Linked DNA regions of Ovis aries: region 2 is linked to region 1. The links are chromatin contacts, called in public Hi-C maps. All regions are on one chromosome and are shown on one strand. Each heading gives the region's core, a stretch centred on a gene start, on an enhancer-like site or on the middle of the called end of the contact. The rest is flanking DNA. Distances are from core to core; before and after follow the strand shown.

What was found. A called contact is a pair of places that touch in the nucleus more often than the background predicts.
Region 2: a contact with region 1 is called in a Hi-C map of liver, with 4 times the contacts expected there. The contact joins the enhancer-like site here to the promoter of HECTD4 in region 1. A contact is called at or near these places in 9 of 16 Hi-C or Micro-C datasets (blood, liver, mesenteric adipose tissue and 5 more).

The regions. Positions count from the first base shown.
Region 1 is chr17:61,998,622-62,005,274 of ARS-UI_Ramb_v3.0, reverse strand. It overlaps HECTD4 (HECT domain E3 ubiquitin protein ligase 4), which reads right to left and starts at 3,767. Exons shown (of 76, transcript XM_060401254.1): 1 at 3,345-3,767. The coding sequence starts at 3,521.
Region 2 is chr17:62,071,802-62,078,454 of ARS-UI_Ramb_v3.0, reverse strand. HECTD4 (HECT domain E3 ubiquitin protein ligase 4) reads right to left here. Exons shown (of 76, transcript XM_060401254.1): 8 at 4,804-4,996; 9 at 1,204-1,362. Among named protein-coding and RNA genes, the nearest start is that of HECTD4, 74 kb to the right of the region's middle. Within about 2 kb of position 3,519, at least 2 of the 54 cell types and tissues checked have an H3K27ac peak or open chromatin away from gene starts, as enhancers often do. A contact at or near this core is called in liver, where this site is marked.

The sequences.
Region 1 (6,653 bases), core at 2,518-5,017:
TACCCTGCTACTGCTTAAATTAAAATGCTAAGTTAATGCTGATCTACTTTTCAGGATGGGTTCTTTTTTCAGATTGACATTTAACTTTAAGCTACACTTACAGATGAAAAGAACACTGGAATTTAAAGACAGGAAAGCCAGGGTCTAGTCATTTGCCTTGCCATAACTAGCTATGTTGTTGTTGTTGTTCAGTCGCCCAATAGTATCCGAATCTTTGCAACCCCCTGGACTGCAGCACGCCAGACCTCCCTGTCCCTCACCATCTCCCAAAGTTTGCCCAAGTGCATGTCCATTGCATCCGTGATGCTATCCAGCCATCTCATCCTCTGACCACCCTCCTCTCCTTCTGCCCTCAATCTTTCCCGGCATCAGGGACTAGCTTGCTCCCAGCCAAAACCTTTCCTTATCTCAGATAACTTCTCTCTAAAATGAGGGGAAGGAAATTCCCTGCCTGTGCTCTCACTGCTGAGGGGCCTCGGTTCAATCCCTGGTCAGAGAACTAGGATCCCACAAGTCACACGGTATGTCCAAATTAAATAACATTTTTTAAAAATGAGATTGGTGTTTGATAGAAAACAACAAAATTCTGTAAAGCAATTATCCTTCAATTAAAAATAATTTTTAAAAATGAGATTGGTTTAAAAAAATTTTTTTATAATGAGAGAAACAAATATCTCTAAGGTTCCTCCTAAAATTCTGAGACTCTGTTACAGCTAGTGCAGTCTTATGAAAGTTGCCAATCATAAATCACTTAACTCAGCTTGAATCTCATCTTTCTAATCCAAAACTGAAAGATTCTATATAACTATAAAACCCTGTAAAAATCAGTCATTTTTACCCAGGTGTCCACTAGAAGGTGTGAGCTGGAAGAATATACTACATAGGGGTGGCAGCATTTCAAAAGTTAGGTGTTTTGTTTTGTATTTACCTAGCTGCTCCATGTCTTGGTTGAGGCATGTGGGAGCTAGTTCTCTGACCAAGGACTGAACCTGGGTTCCCTACATTAGGAGTGCAGACCTCTGGCCACTGACTGCCAGAGAAGTCTCCAAAAACTAGTTTTTAAAAAGTTAATGAACCTCTAATCTTCCTCAAAAATAAAAAGAATAAGTCACTAGAAAGGAAATAAAGATATCTGTTTATTACCCTATCTTTAACCAGTTATTGAATTTAAAGTAATTACAAACATGAGCATCATACATACATGATTAGTAGCAGGTATGTTTGAGACCAAATAGAGCTGAGTTAATGTCAGGCTCTCTTTTCCAGTTATGTGATCCTGAGCAAACTGCATACCTGCTCTGCAGTTTATTTGCCTCATCTGTACACGGATACAATATTTACAACTGTTAAAACAGGTAACAATATTTAGCTACCAGGATCCTTTTTTAAAAAAACCAAGATCCCTTTGAGAATTTAATAAATGCTTGACACATATGACATACTTAATCAACATTATTATTAAATAAATAAATGTGAATACACCCACACAAAACACAAATCTAACAAAACATTCTTAGCTGCTTCTTCTGATACTATGTTGCCTGTATCACACATGGAAAGAAATGAAAAAAGTTCTGACCATAGTCAGAAGTGTTTATCACTCATACACATATTGGTTTCTGAGAGGTCAGACAACAAAAAAATGTTTAAGAGTTTAAAAAAAAACTTCCAGGCCAGAGAGGTTCCTTCTTTTAAAATCATTCTTCTGTGGAAATACCTGGCAAATACTCAGTACATTTATACAGTGAACATCTTAGGAAAGCCAACTTCACGTATTTTTAATGGAGCCTACACTTTTTAATCCTAAAAATAAATAAACTACATACATACAAAAATTTTGGATCTGTGAACTTAGTCTTGAGAAACAAAGAGCTTTCCACATTTCACCTACAAGAGAGCCAATTAAATCCAAAGATTCCACCATCATAGCATAATGCCCCTTGAGCTTTCAAGCAGATAAGACACTCAGACACACCTTGCTTTTTATAGGAAAGGCCCAAATGAGACATGATAAACCTCTAATTCCATGTTAGGAATTCCCTATCAATATGCACATGCCTTTTTTTGGTAGCTAGACTGTAAAATAAGTCATTAGGAGTTCACAGTGGAAATGCTGCAACCTCAACCTCGAATCCAGACACAAAAATACAGAGGTCGGTATTCCCATCTCAGACACATCCAAATGTCTCAGCCAACGGGATCCCGTCACTGCCCTTTCCAGAAACACACAGTAATGGGGTTTAATCCGTTTCTATAAATGTTCGTTGTGTTGAAAGCCAAAGCGCCTGCAAAACCGCAAAACACAAAAAGATTCCTCGCATTCCGTTTATAGCCAACAGACAGGCCAGCCTCTCTGCGCCCTACCCCTGACAGTCCTCCTTGCGACAATAAGAATTTCGTGCCACCGGATGCTTCCTACACGTCAAAATGTCATCCCGCAAAGTGGAGGTGGGGAGGGGGCAGTGCCTGGATCAACCGATCCTGCCGGAGCTCCCACCCCGGGGCAAACACGGGAACCAAGTGAAGTCGGTGCAAAGTTCCCATCCATCCAGCATATTTGGTTTCCTTCTGCCCCCAAACCCAGCGGCAAAACTGCTGAGATTTGCTTTTGCACCTGCCATGGCTGCTAAGCCTGGGCTTCTCCTTGACCCCCGAGATCATAGATAAGGCCTTGCGGCCTAAAACGTTCATGACCCTTGCGGAGAGCGCATTGAGGACCGCCGCAGCATCCCCCTTCGCTGTCCACACAGCCAGCTTGCTTCCCTGACAAAGGCCCCGTGCCAATCCCCGGCACGACACACAGTAGTTGCTGGAATGCCCATCACCGACTGGCAGCTGCCACTACCTTCTCCCGAGAAAAATAAACAACACACACGCGCACACACACACACACACACACACACACACACACAGCACTGGGGTATAACAACACGGCGGGAGATGTAAAGCATTAAAATTAAAAAGACCCCAAAGCTAAGCAGCCTGGGTGTGCCCTGGAAGTGCGTCCGAGGGGCCCGTGGGGGAGGGGAGATAGGGCCCGGGAGGCGGCGGCTCCTCTGGGGCGTGAAGGCCGGGCCGGGTGATGGTCTAATAAAATGCTGGGAGTCGGAAGGTTCAAAATGAAACCACAAATGAAATCCCCGGCGGGCCTGAGGCCCCGGGTGGTCTGCAGACCAGCGGCGCGGCCCGCACCTGCCTGCCCAGCGCCCACCCACACACACACCTGCCAGGGCAGCCTTCTGGGGCCCTCGGGGTCCGGGGTGAAGCAGAAAGAAGGCCCGACCCCAGGGTGCGGGCCGGGTGGGCTAATCTGATGGCGGAGGCCAGGGGGCAGCCTCGCTCACCTCTAGGTCAGTGTCGGCGGCCTCCGGGGCCCCGAGGATCTCGCTGGGCAGCTCGGCCAGGTCGGTGACCCGGATCAGCCCGTCGTGCAGGAAGATGGTCTCCTCCTTCACCGAGAGCCACTGCGCCGAGTCCGCGGCCGCAGCCGCCGCAGCCGCCGCGGCCGCCGACGAGCCCATGGCCCCAGCTGAGGGGTTGGCTGTGAGGAGCAGCCGCTCGGCTCGGCGAGATGCGAGCAGGAGCCGCCGAGTTCACCAGTCCATGGCAGCAGCCGCCGCGCCCGCCTGCAGCGCCCCACTCGCCGCCTCGCGCGTGCAGCTCCGCCCTAGGAGGTCCGAGCTGCCATCCTCCCACCCCTGGCCCCGGAGACCCCGGCCCCGCCGCCACCGCCGCTGCCGCCGCCCTGAGGAACAGGATCCGCCTCTGCCGCTAGGCAGCCAACTGTCAGTGAGGCGCCATGTTGGGGGCGGGGCTCCCGGCATGCCCCGCGGAGCGGACAATACCGGCCCCGCCCACTCGTCTGGCCCCGCCCACCTACCGAAGGCCCGGGGACAGCCAGGTTGGCTGGATCTCTGCCTAGCCTTTTTCTGCACCTTGCCCTCAGAGTGACCTCCCACGTCCTTTACAGTTCCAGGGCGCCCTACGTCTGCATTACTCCAGGAGAAGAGGGCAGCCTTCCTCTACTCTCCTCCCCTCTGCTCATGTGTGCAACCCTCTCTGGCCTGAGTCCCACCGTGGGCACCTGGGCAGACACATGGAAGTTCACGGGCTGCTTACACGTTTAAATAAGATATATGCAAAAATATGGCTCACAGTAGGTGCTGAAGTTTGTTCATAAGCACTTGGTCGAAATGCACAGTAGGTGCTACATATTCACCACAAATTCTTGTACCCAATAAGCACTCAAAATCTGGTGAAAATAAAGCACTAGTCACAATGTCTGGTGTCTGGACCTTAATAAATGCTCCAAGAGGGAGTTAAAATTATTCTTATATTCTATCACTATTCAACACTGATTGACATACACCTTAAAAATATGCCAGCCATCCCGCTTTTATTAAAAGAAGAAAGGAAAGAACTATGTGTTTAGAGAAAAATGTGTGGGTGACTATGTACTAAGTTGTTAATATGAATTGCCACACAGAGCAGGACTAGCCTGGAATGGCTGAAGTAAGGTTAACTTTGTATTGCTTTTATACTTCCCCAAAAAAAAAAAAAAAGCACTCTTTGGTATCAAAGGACTTGAATGCATATGTCCACCAAAATACCTGCACAGGCCTAGATGTCCATCCATACATGAATGGATAAAGAAGTTGTGGTACATAAATGCAATGGAATATTACTCAGCCCATAAAAAGGAATGCATTTGAGTCAGTTCTAATGAGGAGGATGAACCTAGAGCCTGTTACACACAGTGAAGTAAGTCAGAAAAACAAGGATTGTGTGGTAACCATATATATGAAATCTAGAAAAATGGTACCGATGAACCTATTTGAAGGGCAGCAGTGGAGACACAGACATAGAGAACAACCTGTGGACACAGTGGCAGGAGGAGAGGATGGGACAAACTGAGAAAGTAGCACTGAAACGTATATATTACCATAAGTAAAATTAGATAGCCAGTGGGAACTTGCTGTATGAGGCAGGGAGCCCAAATCAGCTCTCTGTGACAGTCTAGAAGGGTGGGATGTAGAAGGGAGACTCAAGAGGGAGGGTAAATATGTATACCTATCACTGATTCATGTTGGTGTATGGCAGAAACCAATATAACACTGTAAAGCAATTATCCTCCAATTAAAATAAATTTAAAATTTAAAAAACCTGCATAGGGACATTTATAGCAGCTTTATTCATAATTGCCAAAACCAAGATGCCCTTCAGGAAGTGAATGGATAGATAAACTGTGGTACATCTGGACAATGGAATATTATTCAGCACAAAGAAGAAATGACTATCAAACCAGGAGAAGACAATACCCTGTATGATTCCAACTATATCATATTTTGGAAAAGACTAAACTATGGAGATGATAAAAAAGATCATTGGTAGCTAGTGGATGCAGAAAGGAAGGGAGGGATGCAGAAAGGCAGAGCACAGAAATTTTTAGGGCAGTGAACAGTACTCTGTATAATACAGTAATGATGTATACATGAAATTATACATTTTTTCAAAATCATAGAACATACTACACCAAGAGGGAGCCACAGTGGAAAATATGGACTTTAGGCATTATGATGTGCCAGTTCAGTTCATCAGTCATGACAAATGTATCACATGGTGGGGCATGTGAACACGGGAGAGATCATGCACGCATGGGAGCAGGGAGTATGTCTGAAATTTCTGCATCCTCAGTTTTTGTATGTGTGTGTGTGTGTGAACCTAAAACTTTTCTAAAAAATACAAGTTTTCATAAAGAAAGAATGAATGAGAGCATTAAAGAGCATACTTTTTGATCCAGCAATTCAGCTTTGAGGAAGTTGTCTGAAGGAAATTATCAGATTCACAGTCCAGGATGAACACACAGGGATGTGCAGCTCAGTATTGTTTATAAGAGGAAAAATTATAGTCAGATTAAATACCCAACAATGTGGGACTGGTTAACTATTATAATGGTATATCTGAAACATGGAATATTATGATGCCATTCAGAATAATGCTTATAAAGGATATTAATACAAGTGAATGTTGAGGTATTAGTAAATGGAAAAAAATCAGGCTAAAATAGTAAAGAAATTTTGAAATTTAATTGTTTGTTGTTAAGACTGCATTTTAAAAATTACATACATGCATGACTGTAGATGTAGAAGACAGGGAAAGTATCATGTCTGATAATATTTTGGTAAATTTCAGCAGTGCATTTACAGGAGATGCACTACATTTACAGCAGTGCATTGACTGGGAGATGAGTGGTTTGTGCTTTGCAATGTTTTCCAAATTTTCTTTCTCAAGCTTGCATTACTTTTGATAAAACCAAAAAAAAAAAATCTATTGAACCTCTAGGAATGGAGGTACCTCCACTCATATATCTATCATACTATCCTTCTGAGTATTCATTAATATTTGCATTTTACAAGGAACTGAAGCTCAGAATTAAGTGACTTGCACCCACCTAGAAATTGGCAGAATTGAGATTTGAATCCCTGACTGGCTCTATCCTCTTCTGCCTCCCTCCCAAATAAGCAATTCATATACACTGCCCTGTAACAATCTCATGTGCTTTACAACAATTGTTAATTTCATTTTCAGGATATTTATCCCCCATGCATGTGTTAAGCTTCTAGCAAGTGTCAAATCCTGGGAGGTATCCAGAA
Region 2 (6,653 bases), core at 2,270-4,769, 73 kb before region 1:
GGAGGAGAAGGGGACGACAGAGGATGAGATGGTTGGATGGCATCACCGACTCAATGTTCATGAGTTTGGGTAGGCTCCGGGATTTGGTGATGGACAGGGAGGCCTGGCGTGTTGCAGTCCATGGGGTTGCAAAGAGTTGGACAAGACTGAGTGACTGAACTGAACTGAAAAGCACATATATTACATAATTCCACATATATAGAAAGTCCATAGTCAGAAAGCACACTGGTGGAGGCCACAGGCTGGGTGAGGGGGTGGGGAAAGGAGTGGCTGCTAATGGGTATGGGGTTTCTTTTTGGAGTGATAGAAATGTTTTATAATTAGATAGTGGTGATGGTTGGACAACTCTAAATATACAAAACCACTGAATTGTATATTTTAAATGGGTAAATTTTATGGTATGTAAGTTATACTTTAATCATGATAGTATACCTCCCTCTTTTATAAAAATATGTGTACACTTAACACTAATGAATTTTTGCACACTATTTTGTATCATATACATTTTTTGCTTAACATTTCAGACACATATGTGTCCTAAAATGGAGGCATTTCACAGATCTTTGCTTTTTACATGTTTTATTTTGTATTTGGGGTACAGCCAATTAACAATGTTGTGACAGTTTCAACTGAACAGCAAAGGGACTGAGCCATACATATACACATATCCATTTTCCCCCCAAACTCCCTTCCTGTCTAGGTTGTTACATAACATAGAGCCGACTTCCCTGTGCTATACAGTAGGACCTTGCTGGTTATCCATGTTAAACATAGCAGTGTGTACATGTCTATCCCAAACTCCCTAACTATCCCTTGCCCCCATCCTTCCCCCCAGGAACCATAAGTTCGTTCTCTCATAGACTTATTTTAATAGCTCTATGGTGGGTAGAGTTCTTGCTGTGTCATAAATAAATAAAGTGATGACAGATTATTTTATTTCCTAAGATCTTTCTGACCTCATTATTATTTTGAGTAATTTTACAGGACAATAGTTTTCAGAAGTGTACTATTACATCATCTACCAAAATTCTGTTTTTCATTCCTCCTAGCCTCTGATGACACTGATATGGTGTTTTGTTGCTATCAAAGAGGTTTTGCAAACAAACATTTAAGAGAGTAAGTGCAAAATCACTATTTGGAAAAACATTAAATTTCAGAGTTGGAGACGAATTGGGAAAAGAGCCATAAATAAAGTTCACTTACTTTTTAAAGACGACAAACCACTTGTTCCACCAAAAAGAGATCGGGTGGCAGAGCTGCCTGATCCCCCTGGAGGTGGGACCAGCATCACCAAATATGTACCACAGGTATAAATGGGTGTCTTCCGAAGCATTTTTAGAGGAAGTCCACAGCTAGTATTTGCTGGTAAAAAGGATGAAAATGGTGAGTAACAGCAGTTGACACACAGATTAATTTGATTACCAAACCAAATTAGAGTATGACAAGGGGGCCCCAAATTCTAGCAAGGATATACTAAGACTCAGAAAATAGAGCAAAAAATAATACGCTAATGCAAAAATAATGATCTAGCTCCATAGTCTGGCCCCAAGCCCCCTGGTTCTATGATCTGAACATTTCTCAAAGGTGTTCCCAGTACTCAATATGCCCTTATGGCTCTAAAAAATCTTTCAAAGGAATGAATCCTCACATGGACTAAATCTCAAAATAAAAGAAGAATCCTATTGTTTATATTTCCCCCTAGGAAACTGTGCTCCAGTAGAGATCTTTTCATTTTATACAGAACAAATTATTAATAGGCTTGTGATATTTCATTCATTATAAACAGCTTTAAACACGGAATCAGCCAGAAATTTCAACCCATAACCAGTTAATAAAAGCTTTCACAGTATCTATCACAAAATAATTTATGCCTGCAGGATTTATAACCTATGATGCATTTTCTTTCTTTTTTTTTTTTTTAGGATCAGTGACATAAATTTTCATTAAGAAAACAATTATAAAGTAAAAATAAAAATTTTAAAAAATAATAATTATTATTGTTTATAATTAAAAGGTATAAAATGTACTTTAATTTCCCTTACTCACTGGCAGATATGAAAACGTAGGGTGAACTGAAGGATTTTCTATGTATTAGTTTAGTGAGGATTGATGATGGCAGCAGAAAGTCAATCAGAGTGTTTTACCTAGGAAGCTGTCAGGGTATAAAATATAACTGCCTACATAGACATAAAATAATCTTTAGACGGTTTGGATTAGAAAAGTGAGACAAGTGAAATCTAATCTGTCATTGCTTTGAATGCTTGTGGTTCTAAATTCCATTTTTTAAAACTTCAAGCCTCCAGCAAATATATTCTTCATTTAGGACATAAACCCAGTAGCATAAATTTCCATAAGTAAGAAACCCTAAAAAGCTAGCAACTTTGTGAGCATAACATTTTCACTGAGATTTTTTTTTTAATAGACATACCCTTATTAACATAGTAAGAGGTATTAGTTTACCACAGAATAAAAAACCCTAGACCTTCTGAATGTTGAATAATTGTCAAAAATTCACTTAGCCTATTACTGGTGAATTTTTATGTAACAACAGCGTGTTTAAATGAATACATCAAGAATGCACATAGAAGTGCAGTGATTGAGATCACATATTTAGAACACAAATAATAGTTTCAGAGGAACTAAATATACCTCGCCTACTGAGTCCTCTTTTTGATATCACTCATATTTTCTTAGGTAACAAGAAAATAGCATTTCTATTGTGCAGGTAGGATTCAATTTTCTTCCAAGGGACAAACCCAGATCAAGTCTTCAGCTTATCGAGAAAACATTTATTTAGGTAATGAGGACTGCTCTCTACAAAGTATTGCCTATAACTCAAATTATCCAAAGAACCAAGTTATAATAACTATTAATAAATTTCTAACTTGTATTTGATATAATAGAGACCTATAGAAGTAAAATATTATCCTTAAATTCTAATATGGACTAATAAATATTTAAAATTTGATAGTCTCACAAAGAATTAATCACAAATATTTTTCGTAACATTTCACTATATAAAAGAATGAAAACACAAACTTGCATTAAATTCATTAAACATCTATTTATTCAGATAATTTTTCTCTACATGGCATCTTTTTCTAGCCTTATCTTTTACTACAGGTCATGATTTGTTATAAATTCATGTAGTTGATATATAATATGAAAACTCTCCAAGAATAATGGTTCTTGACTTTTGGCTGGGGGGTCATAAGTGACCATGAAACTCTGATGAAAATTATGATGATACACATACTATGTTATTTAAAACTTTGGGAAAGGATGCTTATGAAACACTGAATTCTTACCCTAGTTAAGGATTCCTGCTTTAAAAATACAGAACAGTGTGTTTAGAAGGCTACCTTTTACTGAGAAAAGAAGAACAATAAAAAATACATAAATGTATCTTTCTACATGAATTTAATTTCTCTTTGCATTAAAGAAACCAACAACTCTGCCAGGATAAATAGAAACTAATAAATAGAGCTACCTATAGGGGGCAGGGTGGGGCAAATAACAGAATACACCAGGATACTGGAGTAAGATTTTTCTGCATGTACCATTTATATTGTTTTCACTTTCAAACTCTGTAAACACATTATCTATTTAAAAATATTACAGTGCAAACACTAAATGCCAAAGTCCAGAAAAATCAATCTCTGTCGTAGAGGGTTTGCCTTTTATTTGCTTGGTTGAGAATATGTTTAGTGAAAGTGGAAGTGTTAGTCGCTCAGTCCTGCCTGACTCTTTGCAACCCCATGGACTATAGCCTGACAGTCTCCTCCGTCCATGGAACTCTCCAGGCAAGAAAACTGGAGTGGGCAGCCATTCCCTTCTCCAGGGGATCTTCTTGACCTGGGAATGAACCCAGGTCTCCTGCACTGCAAGCAGATTCTTTACCCATCCGAGCCATCAGGGAAGCCCATATTTAGTGAAGATGATGTTAAATGTGAGTTTTTTACATTCATGAAGCATATACTAAACATGAAAATAACTTATTCTAACAGTAAGGACAAAGTATTTACAATTAAGGAGAGAGCTGTGTTGAATTCTTACAGATTCTTGCTAATTCATGTTCACAGCCAACAGTATGTATTAGCTTGGAATTAAAAAAATGAACAATGACTGGAAGGACACAAAAAGGTGAACTATGTAAAGCAAACTGCTTTGTAAGTCTGTAAGAGCTCAATAACAAGTACTGCCTGAATTCCACAGGCAGCATGCACTAACCACAAGCTGAATCCATCAAGCCATGAAAAGGCATGGAGGAATTGTAAAGGCACACATTATTAAGTGAAAGAAGCCCATATGAAAAGGCTATATTCTGTGTAAATCAGATTATATGATATTCTGTAAAAGGCAAAACTATGAAGACAATAAAAGATCAGTGGTGGCCAGGGTTTGGGGGGTGGGGAGGGATGAATAGGTAGAGTGCAAAGGATTTTTAAGGCTATACAACTACTCTATGTGATACAATAATGATGCACACAGGTCATTATGCGTTTGTCCAAACCCATGGAATGTACAACACCAAGAGTGAACCCTAAGGTGAACTGTGGACTCTGGGTGATTATTACGTGTCTCGGTGGGTTCATCGATTGTGACAAGTGCACCACTCTGGTGGGGGATGCTGATAATAAGGGGGGCTGTGCACATGTAGGGGTGGGAGGTACACAAAAAATCTGTACCTTCCTTTAATTTTGCTGCAAACCTAAAACTGCTCTAAGACAATACTCTCAAAACATATATAGAGCTGAATGAAGCTGAACAAGGTAAACATGAGATAAGCGAAGGGCAGCCAACCTGCTTGGTCCTCTTTCAGGGTGTTGGAGATGGTGGAGCCGGTGAGGGCAGCCAGTGTTGCGGACGGCGAGGCTCGGTAACGGGACAGTCTGCTCAGGAGCATCTCATTAATGCTTTTTGCAGACTCGCCCTCTTTTCTCATTAGAATTGTGCGTTCCTGAAGTGGGTTGGCTACGAATACACCGTTTTCCACCTAATATTTAAAGAAAAAGAAGTTCTTAAATGGAACCTGTTTCCATTCAGTGAGCAAACTTCTCCTTCAGAAGTGTATTATTGTCACCTGGTTACTCAAAAACATTTCCCAAAACTGTACCTGAGTAGGTGTACACCTCAAAACCTAATTGCTCTACAGAAACTGAGAACAAAAGGGAAACTATGAGATGTTTGAGAGCTTTCATTTTTAATAGCCCAGATTCTTAAAAGTAATGAGCCAAGTTTAATAGGTTCTACGAAAGGTTGTTGATGAAAATTCCTCATACTGAATTCCACAGGCAGCTCTCACTAATTACAAGCTTCTGACAGGTACAAGTAAGATGAGAGGAAAACAAATCAATCAGGTCTTGATTTACTATTAAGTACAGCTATGAGGATTATATCTTCTTGAAATATAATTAGTGGCTAAAATCCAAACTCTGTAATAACAGCAGTCAACATTAGCCCCAGCTGCTCAGGGATTGGCAGAGCAACGGTGGAGAAAGGCAGACTTTGTCTGCTAAAAATATATGCCAGCTTCAACTGGATCCTTGCTGGTACTTGGCAGTTCTCCTTCATCGTTTGATTATAACCCAGCAAAAGCTCTGGGGTGGTGATTCCAAAATTCTTCCACCAAATTTTCAGTATGGCTTTAAGCAGACCATCTGGCTTTTATTATTACTGAAAAGATCCAGACCACTTACTATAAGCTGCTCCCACTTGTCTCTCTTCCCACTCAAGAATCTTGTGTTCAGCCTCATTTAATCTTTTTCTCTTAATTCAGAGGAAGAAGCATTCCACCTCCTTTCTAACTGCCCCCTCAATTATCTCCCATCTGCCCCCTTCACCCTCACAGTCTCCCTCTTTGATCTCCTTTTTGGTTTCAAATATTCACAGGTCTCCAAGATCTTAAAGAAAACATTGGTGGCCCATTGCAATACCATCCCTCTTCTCAACTTCCATTCACTGTCAGATGTCTTAGATATACCTCAAGCAGCCTCTTCACCCACTGCCTGCTCCAGACCAGGCTTCTGGGTCTGGTTGGAGTCTCAGAAACTGGTGTCATGAGTGAAGAGAGGTAGAAATAGAGATAAGAAAGAACAGGAGTGCGAAGTGGAAAGGCTTCCAGAAGCAAATAAAAAGCAGTGAAGGAGTCCTAAGTGAAAAGTTGGTAACAGAGAAGAGGCTAGAGGAAGCAAACTGAGGAGCACAGCCAGGCAAGGTTCCCGGAGAGGGATGGACCTGCTGAGGGGGGCTTTTATGAGACGTTCACAAAAGAGAAGTAAAAAGGCTTCTCAGAGTTTGCAAATGCTGTTTCTATTTCCTCACCTCTGCCTCTTAACGCTTTACAGCTACTTAACTCAGTTCCCTCTAACAAGTGAACATTCTTGATGGTCAAGAGGAACCTAAAACCAAAATCATCAAGGTTTTCCTTGTCTTCTGTGTAGGCTGTGCCATGGTTGCCAGAAACCTTGGGGTTGTCCTGCCTCAGTCTCAGTGGCAGAATATAATCCTGGTTTCTTTTCAACATGAACATGTACCTATGTGTAAGGGACTCTTCTAATGAGCAAAGCCAAGACAGTTCTTGCCCTCTGTGTGCTCCTCTTATCTGCTGGTTCCCATCTCCACTTACTTAAACGGGAGCCTGCTTAGGATTA